2 separate regions of the Rattus norvegicus genome follow, and region 2 is linked to region 1. Evidence: chromatin contacts called from public Hi-C data. All regions are on one chromosome and are shown on one strand. Each heading gives the region's core, a stretch centred on a gene start, on an enhancer-like site or on the middle of the called end of the contact. The rest is flanking DNA. Distances are from core to core; before and after follow the strand shown. Region 1 holds the start of Hyi (hydroxypyruvate isomerase). Region 2 overlaps Cfap57 (cilia and flagella associated protein 57).

Region 1 (4,656 bases), core at 840-3,339:
TGATCTGGAATGTATCGGATGGATCTCACCGAGGGTTTCACTTGTATGGCACACAGGACCGCAGGAGGTTTCAACACCTCACAGACAGATGCTGTCACGTGACCGGACGAGACTCTGGACTTTATCCTCGAGCTTTAGCTATCATCCATTAACTATTTACAGGTTGTTGACACCATAACGAAACATGCAAACTCCTATGCAAATTCTCTGGGTAAAAGTTAAGATGCCAAGAGTGGAAACGCCATAATAATTTAGTAAGATGCCAGTGTCATAAAGTGCCAGAAACTATAGATGACCAAGTTATGAGTGAAGAAAATACTTTGTAGGCCAGGGTGTAGTTCGGTGAAGAAACATATATCCCATGTACGGGGGTCTGCGTTCGATCTCTAGCATGGAAAAAGGGGGAAATTGTTTTCATGGACATTGTGCTCTGTGTGTATCTATTTTATTGAAAGCCATAAGGGAATAGAGGAATTACGAGTCATCCCCACCTAGTTCATTAAACTCTCCCTGCTGTCATAAGGAATGAGAAGAGGGTGTGGTCACTCTGGGTTAGAACATTTAGTTCCTGATTCAGAACTCGGGAGGTGGTGGTGTGACTAGGATTTAATTATAATTACCTTGGTACAGGTGACAGACTTACAGTGAAGAGCTAATAAAGATGTCTTCCCGTGGGTGTCACTCTGGATTGTGAACCTGTTGATTGATTAACAAGCTAAACTTAGTTAAGAGGCCACAAACTGATCGGACTCTAGCCAAGAGACAGGCTCCAGAACAAGTCAAAGGTCTGAGAGAAAATGCAACTGTAATTGGGCCAGGAATCAGGTGATGGGGAGCTGGTGAGTCTGAGGCAGAGCTGCAAGAGAGGAACCTCTAAGCACATGGCAGCGTAAGGATGGCATGATCCTTACTTATACACCTGGGTGTCTGACTGAGTTGCATTGATGCCCTCTTCTGGCCTCCATTGGTACTGCATGAGTGTGATGCACAGACATACAAGTGGGCAAAACACCCATACACATAAAAGTATTCAAGCCTGTTTCTTCTTTTGGTGTATATTCTATGTTTACAGAAATCTGTGTTTTTGTAAGTGAAAAGAGGTTTGTCCAAATTGTTTCAAGAAACACAGGAGGCTCTACAAGGTGAGATAAGTACTCGACTGTGCCGAGGACAGAGGGGTTTCCGGGTCCCTTTAATTATAAGGTCTCAGTTATACTCTTCTGAGATCTGCCTTTATTTTATCATCTGTCTGCTGTCGGTCTGCCTGTCTGTCTGTCTATCCAACTATCTATCAATCATCTTTTATGGTTTCCACAGACCTAGTCGTGTGACAAAACTAAGCGAATCTTGATTGGCCAGGTAGGCTGCCCTTGAGGTTATCCTCCGTGACCCAATCAGTGGAGGCGTAGACCGCCACGCCCCCAGCTGCTTAGCGCAGTTACCCGGTACAGCAGTTTCTTTTATGGACAAACATCCAGGACTGGCCAGCACTGTGATGGAAATCTTTAAAAAGGGAATCTAAGGAAAAAGGTGCAGAGATGGGGACCCAGAGGTGTTTTAATGTGCTCCAACAGTGCGCGTGCGCGTACACACCATCCACAGCGATATGATAATTATGGGTTGTCTAAGTGTGCAACGCAACAATAAGCAGCGATTGGCATGACTTTGAAGAGTACTGAACATGGGGGAATGCTAATAGGTCGTCATTTGAAAACAGGCTATAAAACTATATATGACACAATCCGAATTTTCTGAGGAAAAAAGAAAAAGCTCGCTTAGTGTTTAGTCTAAGGGAAAACCAATGGGCGGGCGGTGTGAGAGCTGCTGGCATAAAGATCCGAGTGTGGCGGAGGTAGGCCTGTAATCCTACATAGGGAGGTCGGGGCAGGATGGCAGCCGGAGTCCTGGGTCAGCATATGTACGAGACTCGGCCTCAAATAAAGCTATTTGTTCAAAGCTTTCGGACGTTACTTAACGAACAGCTACCTCCTTTTCACCAGGCAATTAGTTCGCAGGTCCACCTCCCTTTATTTGAACTGGGCTGGGCGGCCTCGCTCCGCCCCTCGCTGATGGCCTGGCTTCCTGACCCGAGGCCACGCCCTCGCCACCGCCTTCCGCCGGCATGGCTCCGCTCCGCTTCTCCGCCAATGTCTCTTGGCTGTTCCCGGAGCTCCCCGGGGTCCCCGAGCGGCTGCATGCCGCGGGCCGTGCAGGCTTCGAAGCAGCCGAGGTGGCCTGGCCGTACGCCGAGTCACCCCAGGCGCTGGCGAGTGCGGCGCGGGCCGCGGGACTGCGGCTAGTGCTCATCAACACGCCGCGGGGTGCGCGCCCGGGGCTGGGGAGCGGCAAGGGTTGCGGGGAGCCAGGCCCGCACTGACGCTGGTTCTCTCCACAGGAGACCACGAGAAGGGGGAGATGGGGCTGGGGGCTGTCCCCGGGAGACAGGCAGCCTTCCGAGAGGGGCTGGAGCAGGCTGTGCTGTACGCCAAGGCTCTAGGCTGCCCCAGGTACCCTCCCTCCCTTGCCTCCTGCCCTCCCTTGACCACAGGGCCGGGTGGGAAGAAAGCTGTGAGCAGAGACACTGCTGTGGCCGGGGCCTTTGTAGACTGCTTTTTGTATTTCATCTGTTAGTGTCATTCCGTATGTCACGCTGCTATCATACTCTGATCATACCGGGATCCTGTGCTGGGAGCGGGGGTCTGGTTAGGAAGCTAATAAGGTCGAGAAAGCAGGCGGCCAAGGGTGGAGGTGTGGTAGGGCGGGCACCTAATCCCTACTAGGAGAAAACTGTTTGCAGATAGTGATGCAGGAACTGAATTTGGCCGGCCCACACATTCACTTTATAGGGGGAGGTACACTATTCAGGAAAGGAGGCTGTGGCCCTGCCAAGAGGAGGGTTGTTGTGTCCAGCTGAGTTAATGAGGCTGGAGGTGGTAAATACTGAGTTCCAAGGGATGGATACCTGCTGGCAGCTGGGAAGAGAGACAAGAAGTGGAGAGATGTGGGGAGGAGCCCTTGTCAGTCTCCAGTATGGTTCTAGGAAAACCTCATGGACTGCTGAATCCCATAAACACCAGGAAGCAACAGGTGGCAAGAGACTCATTGCTGGTCTGTGTAGGGGCAGAGCATTTGGGAAGCCAAAGCAGGGTTAAGCAACATGGACTCTCTGAAAGGGCAAAGGTCATAGTCATTTTAAAAGGTGAGCCTCTGGGCTGGAGAGGTGGCTCAGCAGTTAAGGGCACTTGTTGCTCTTGCAGAGGACCTGGATTGGGTTGCCAGTTCCCTCAGCAACTCAACCAGTAACATCCAGTAACAGGGCATCTGATCCCAAGGGCGCCAGGCACACACAGTACACAGGTAAAACACTCATACACAGATACATTTTCACAATCTGGGAAAAAAACTAAAAAGCCTCAAGAATACTCATAGGCTGAGAAGGAAAGAGGGAAGGGAGGGCTAAGAGTATAGGAGTAAGTGCTGGGCGAGGCTCTGGTGGGTTGACTGAAGAGGCATGGTGACTTGCCTTGGGCTGACACGGAAGCTCAGGAGGCTGCCGCATCATGCCCCATTGTCTGGACAGAAGGCCCGGGGAGTCTGGTATACTTAGAGGGCGTCTGAAAAGAGATGCACAGGGAGGCATGAGCCCACCCTTTCCACAGGATCCACCTGATGGCTGGCCGAGTACCCCGAGGGGCTGACCGAGAGGCAGTCAAGGGTGAGATGGAGACAGTCTTTGTGGAGAACCTGAGGCATGCGGCTGAGGTTCTGGCTCAGGTAAGAGGTGGAAACATACCTACTGTGTTGGGGAGAGAGGAGGTACACAGTGGGGACAGTAGATGATGTACAAAGGAATGGATGAGGTCACTGCCCGGTGACAGACTGGGATGGATGTGGGAAGGAGCCCTTGACAGCCTCCTCCATGGTTCTAGGAGAACCTCGTGGGATTGCTGGAGCCCATTAACACGCGCATCACAGACCCCCAGTATTTCCTGGACACTCCCCAGCAGGGTAGGAATCTGGTCCTATGCCACCTTCTAGTCCTCTTTGATCCAATTGTTCCAAAGTCTCATGGCTGTCTCCCTGTCCCCCAGCGGCAGCCATCTTGCAGAAGGTTGGGAGACCCAATCTGCAATTGCAAATGGTGAGCTGAAGATGGTTCCAGGAGGCCAAGTCTTTGGCGCTGGGAAGAACTGTGGAGGACACATGAGGGTTCTGACTGACATTCTTCTCCCCAGGACATATTCCACTGGCAGGTCATGGATGGGAATCTGACTGGAAACATCAGGGAGTTCCTGCCCATCGTTGGTGAGGGCTATCCTGGTCTGGTGTTCTAACATTTGCCATCTTCTCCACCCTTTGCTGACCTGTCTCTCTCCCCTTCTGTCCCTAGGGCATGTGCAAGTGGCACAGGTCCCAGACCGAGGGGAGCCAGGCAGCTCTGGAGAGCTGGACTTTACTTACCTGTTCCAGCTGCTAGAAGATGAGGGCTACCAAGGATTTGTGGGCTGCGAGTATCGGCCTCGAGGTGACGGGGACACTAGAGGGACAGAGGTTGGACGGGGTGGTTCTTTCCCTATAGGTAGAGATTGCATTGCCTCTCTCTTACTGCAGGAGACACAGTGGAGGGTCTGAGCTGGCTACGTTCATACTGGGACA
Region 2 (5,062 bases), core at 2,191-4,690, 190 kb after region 1:
GGTTGTAGGGTTTGTGCCATCCCTGGATAGGTGGTCTTGAGTCTGTAAGAAAGCAGGCTGAGCAAGTCATGAGGAGCAAGCCAGTAAGCAGCATCCCTCCATGGTCTCTGCACCAGCTCCTGTCTCCAGGTTCCTTCCCTGTTTGGGTTTCTGTCCCGACTTCCTTCGATGATGAACAATGATGTGGAATGTAAGTCAAATAAACCCTCTCTTCCCCACCTTGCTTTTGGGTCCTGGGGTGTTTAGAAAGGTAGACAAAGGGAGTGGGGCTGTCTCTGACTCCTTTGCCTGCTCCTCCTGGGTTGCCTTGTCCAGCCTTGAGGGTTTATGCCTAGTCTTATTGTAACTTGTAAGGCCGTGTTTGATGGGTATCCCTGGGGGGCCTGTTCTTTTCTGAAAGGAAATGGAGGAGGAGTGGATCTGGGGGTCGAGGAAGGAGGGGAAACTGCAGTCAGGATATAATAAAGTGAGATATGGTCCCTGCTCTTGGGGACTTTACAGTTCAGTTGGGGTAGGAACACATTTGTGCTGCTCTGGCTTGCTGATGTGGAGGACACAGGCACACAGAAAGACAATCTTGTCTGAAGGACAGATGGACTCTTAGGAGTTGACCCCAGGGCTGAGGCTTAAAGGACTTAGCAAAGAAGAGAGACAAGAACGTCCTGGGTCATGGAACAGCAGGACACGGGGACACAAGTAGGACATGGCCAATATGGGGTGAGTTTCTTTCTTTTTTTTTTTTTTCTATTTTCCTGCACCTCAAATCTCTGCCTTCCACTTCACACTTAGCACGAGGGTCCTCCTCAGATATCGCCAGGGAGGAGTCCCTGTCCCTGTAGGTATGGAGCAATTGGCCACTTTGTTCTCAGGGCCCATAGCCTCAGGGTTCAGCCTGTTTTATACATGTCCGCAACTAAATCAACTCAGCATAGTTAAATGGAGCTGCTGAATCAGTGGTTCTGGTGCAAGTTCCGAAACTATTTCTTCTTTGTATGAGAGACAGACAGAGAGAGAGAGAGAGAGAGAGAGAGAGAGAGAGAGAGAGAGAGAGAGAGAATGTATTAGATGTGCATGTGCACGTCTATGTGGGCATGGTGGCTAGAGGGGGACATCAGGTGTCCTGCTGAGACACAGTCTCTCACTGGGCCTAGAGCTCTCTGCCTACAGCTCTCCCACCTCTTCTGCCCACAGCACTGAGGTTGCAGGCACACACAGTCACGGCAGCTGTGTATGTGGGAGCAGGGCGTCTTCACACTTGTGCAACAAGTGCTTCACCTACTGAGCCATTTCCCCAGCCCAAGTCTCTGTTTTCCTAAGTGGCAGTGCCTGTCTCCATGCTCTGTCTATTGGACGGTGCGGTTTAGGACCACATGGGGGCACTGCTGGGTGGGGGTGTCGGGCCAGAGCTTGGAGGACAAGTCCTCAGCTGTGAGGAAGCACCTGGGGAGCCCTGGAGAGAGCAGGGCCTGCTAGAGAGAACCCAGAGACCCCCTCCTCAGAGACTCTCAGTTTAAGCGCAGACCTAGACCTTTAGAGTTTCAGCAGGCCACTACATCTCAACACTGCACACTTTAAAGATCCCCTCCATGTTGGAAGCAGTTCCCTGCCAGTCCCCATTCTCCAGGCCAGGCCCCATGCCTGTTTTTCTGAGCTGGAGGGTTTTCTCCATCTAATGCCTTACTTTTTTAGGCCCTGATGACAGTCATTCATCTTCCTTTCCAGGTGCTGTAGTAAAATTCCCTGCCCGCCTCCCCTGGGTCTTTTCCAGGCCGGCTTTATACCATAGTGCGACTGCTTCAATACAGTTCTTTAATTGGACACTAAGACCTAGGGCATCGCGCTGCATGGGAGGTGCTCAGTAAATATTTGTGGGCTGGATAAGCAGGTGAAGAACGTGGTGGGCACAGAGACCGAGGAGAGGGTCTTTTGAGAGCCACAAAGAACTGGGCATACTTACGGGCCTGGGGGCTTGCTGGGGGTGGGGGCGCTTTTTTTTTAACCTCTCTTAGCTGGCTTTGTTTAGCTTCACTTTTGCCTCATTCAATAAAAGTAGAACACTGGGACAGAGACTAGAGGCTATGGGTGCCCTGTCTAGTCCTCTCAGGTTCCTCTCCTAGGCACATCCAACCATTGTGTCACTGAGTCCCATCAGTTTTGTGTTTCGGCTGTCTGGCAGCCCCTTTCCTCTAGTGGAATGACTCCGGGCAGAGTCCTAGGTTCTCCCTACCCCTCGGCAGCCCACGACCCTGTGACTGAGATTTCAGGCTCCTGGTACCCTGTGGTGTGAGTCCCTGTCTTTGACCCCACTGCCAGTTTTTTGACACCTCCATGATGAGCCCCTCTTTATTCCCCCTTATTATTTTATTTTATGTGTATGGGTGTTTTGCCTGAATACATCTGTGTATCATGGGCATGCTTGGTGCCCGAGGAAGCAGGAACAGGACATTGGATCCCCCGGAACTAGACTTACAGATAGTCGTGAGCTGTGGGTGCTGGGAATTGAACCTGAGTCCTTTGGAAGAGCAGCAAATCCTGTAAGCCACAGAACCGTCTCTCCAGTTCCATGGGACGCCATCTTAATGGAGTGAAACTGAGGCCAGAAATCAAATGGAGCCCAGAACCCTGCACCTGCTCTTGCTCCTTCATTGGCCCTTTACCTCCAATGCCTCCGTTCCTGATAGTTATCTGTGAGCTGACGCTAAAGATGGAAGTCTGTCTTGGCTGTAGTCTCTGGTGTCATTTGAGTCAGAAGCAGAACCTAACCCAGTGAGAGGCAGAGACGACGACGACGGAGGGTGGAGAAGGCTATCTCAGCCAGGAGTCCCGAGGGAGCAAACTGAAAGGAAGGCACCACTGCTGTGCTGATAAAAATGACGCTAAGAATAACCGAGAGGCTCGGCAGCCTCCACACGCTCGGTGTGCGCGCATCACCTCCTTCAGCAGCCTCATGGGGAAAGTTTCTCAGATTCCTGTGGCTGTGAGGACGTTGAGAAAGTGACTAATGGGAGTTTGAGTATGGCTGTGTCCGCCTCCAGACTGGTGCCTTGTTCCTACTTGTCTACTCTCCTCTTTACGTCAGTCTTATTCCAGTGGTTCAGACAGAAGGATGGCCAAAGATACGCCCACAAAGACACAATGAGTTCCCTAAAAATGTTTTCTAGGGGAGCCTAGGTTCTGAGGAACCCAAAGGTCAGAGTGATGTCAACTGCGTGTGACTTTGTAAATTAAATAAATAAAAAAAAAAAGATAGTGAGCTCAACAACTTTCAAGTTTGGAAAATCCCAGAGCAGTCTGCAGACACTGAGGTGTTCATGCGGAGGCTTTGAAACAAGGTAACCAACCAGGGCCGCCTTAGGCCTTTGGAACAGAGAAGTGAAGTCTTGGCTGAACTTTCTGATAGTGATGTCAGGGAAGGGAAGGAAAGGGAAGGGAATGCCCATAGCTCCCCCTACTGGTTTCTCTGAGTCAAAGCCTTTAAGAACCTGATCTGGCCAAGGATGAGGGTTGTGATCTAGGGAGCCTCACATCTGTTAGCAGGATCATCTACCTGTACGGAAAAGCCTGCTGGTTATCTTGCTTCCTTTTCCCACCACACTCCCGTGCCTGACATGGCATCTCAATTCGTCGTTTCTACTCTGATATGCCTTTGGCGTTGTCACATTCCTCTCTCCAAGATCTTTTATTTACCCCTAACCTGACAGGTTTTCCTGTCTCACCTGCTTCTTTGCTCACCAGACTGAATTCTCTGCTAATGGGGTCCATCTTTATGAGACAGTGACAGCTGTGCCCGAGAAGCACTCTGCTCTACACTCAGGATGAACCGCGACCCAAGGCTGCTCCAGCCAGCTCTTGCTGCCTCAGATGCTCTGCAGTAAACTGAGGTCTGTGGGTTCAGGAGCCCCCCACATTCTACGCTTTTTATCAAGCTTTTGCCTCTGCCTAGAAGCAGGGCTCTTCTCCCAGCTGGCCCTCAGCTACCCTCTAGCCACCCTGGGGCCAGACTCCAATGACCCTCACTCCTTTAAGACTTCTAGGAGCATGTTTCCCTCCTCGGGCCCACACCACTGGATAGACATAATGGTGGGCGTCCCTCAGGAGTTCTCTGAGGGTGGCGATACTTTGTATCGATCTTGGAATCCTCTGTGGCGGAGACACAGCTTGTTGTGTAAAAAGACCGTGGAAAATGTGTAGGGAAGGAATAAAGTGTGTATTCTAGGTGTTTGGATTGCACAGCGACTTGGATTTCCATATTTGTATAAGCTGGGGAATGGTGTGGAGAGGCCCTGAGCTCCTATCTGGATATACAAATGAGATGGTGGCCTCATTCTTTTTCCTCAGTTGTTTTCCAGTGAGTTGCTCAGCCGCCAAGCCTGCCCTGGCTTTCCTTAGCCCATATGGGATAAAGTGTTGAGGACCTGGGTGTGTGCATCTGGAGTCAGTAGCGTTCCTCTTTCCCACCCCAGGCCACAGGCCTCCCTGGCCATGAATGATGGACTTTTAGACCCATTTATTTCCACAGTAGCTCTCGACTGATTCCTTTGCTGGGGTAAAGGAAGAGAAATGGCAGTTTTTGAGCCCCAATTCTGTACCAGGACAGTGGCTGCTGTTTGTCTTGGCCAAGCATTGTACCAGTCCCTGGGGCTGGTGTCATTTGTCCCATATTACAGATAAACAGAGCAGTTTCTGGAGGCCCCCAGTCTCCTGGCCAAAGAGCGGCAAAGTGCTGTTGCCTTGGTCTGCACGGACACTGTGTCTGCTCACTTCCCACATCCTGGGTGAGAATACAGCCCCTAGATGGGCTTTGCATGCATAGACCACGCAGCCTCCTGTGACTCTGGCCTGGCCCTCTTGCCTAACCTCAAGATCAAAGAAAACAGTCTTGGCACCTGGAACAGTAGTTCTTTAAAAGAGAACATTCTTTTTAAAGTGTCTTCTGAGCTGGCCATGTGGCTCAGTGATAGAATGTTTACCTGATGTGCGCAGAATTCCTGGATTCAATCTAGCCCTTGGGAACTTTTTGCAAGCCAGTCTTACCTAGAGCCCCTGATGTAATCAGTAAGAA

The links. A called contact is a pair of places that touch in the nucleus more often than the background predicts.
Region 2: a Hi-C map of the A7r5 cell line shows a contact between it and region 1, with 2.3 times the contacts expected there. The contact joins the enhancer-like site here to the promoter of Hyi in region 1. A contact is called at or near these places in 5 of 12 Hi-C or Micro-C datasets (the A7r5 cell line, Schwann cells, frontal cortex and 2 more).

The regions. Positions count from the first base shown.
Region 1 is chr5:137,177,887-137,182,542 of GRCr8, forward strand. Hyi (hydroxypyruvate isomerase) reads left to right here and starts at 2,090. Exons shown (of 8, transcript NM_001398840.1): 1 at 2,090-2,321; 2 at 2,396-2,507; 3 at 3,660-3,774; 4 at 3,930-4,008; 5 at 4,092-4,141; 6 at 4,236-4,305; 7 at 4,391-4,525; 8 at 4,612-4,656. The coding sequence starts at 2,123.
Region 2 is chr5:137,369,406-137,374,467 of GRCr8, forward strand. The region is part of intron 19 of Cfap57 (cilia and flagella associated protein 57); the gene reads right to left. Among named protein-coding and RNA genes, the nearest start is that of Tmem125, 23 kb to the left of the region's middle. Within about 2 kb of position 3,441, at least 14 of the 93 cell types and tissues checked have an H3K27ac peak or open chromatin away from gene starts, as enhancers often do. A contact at or near this core is called in the A7r5 cell line and Schwann cells, where this site is marked.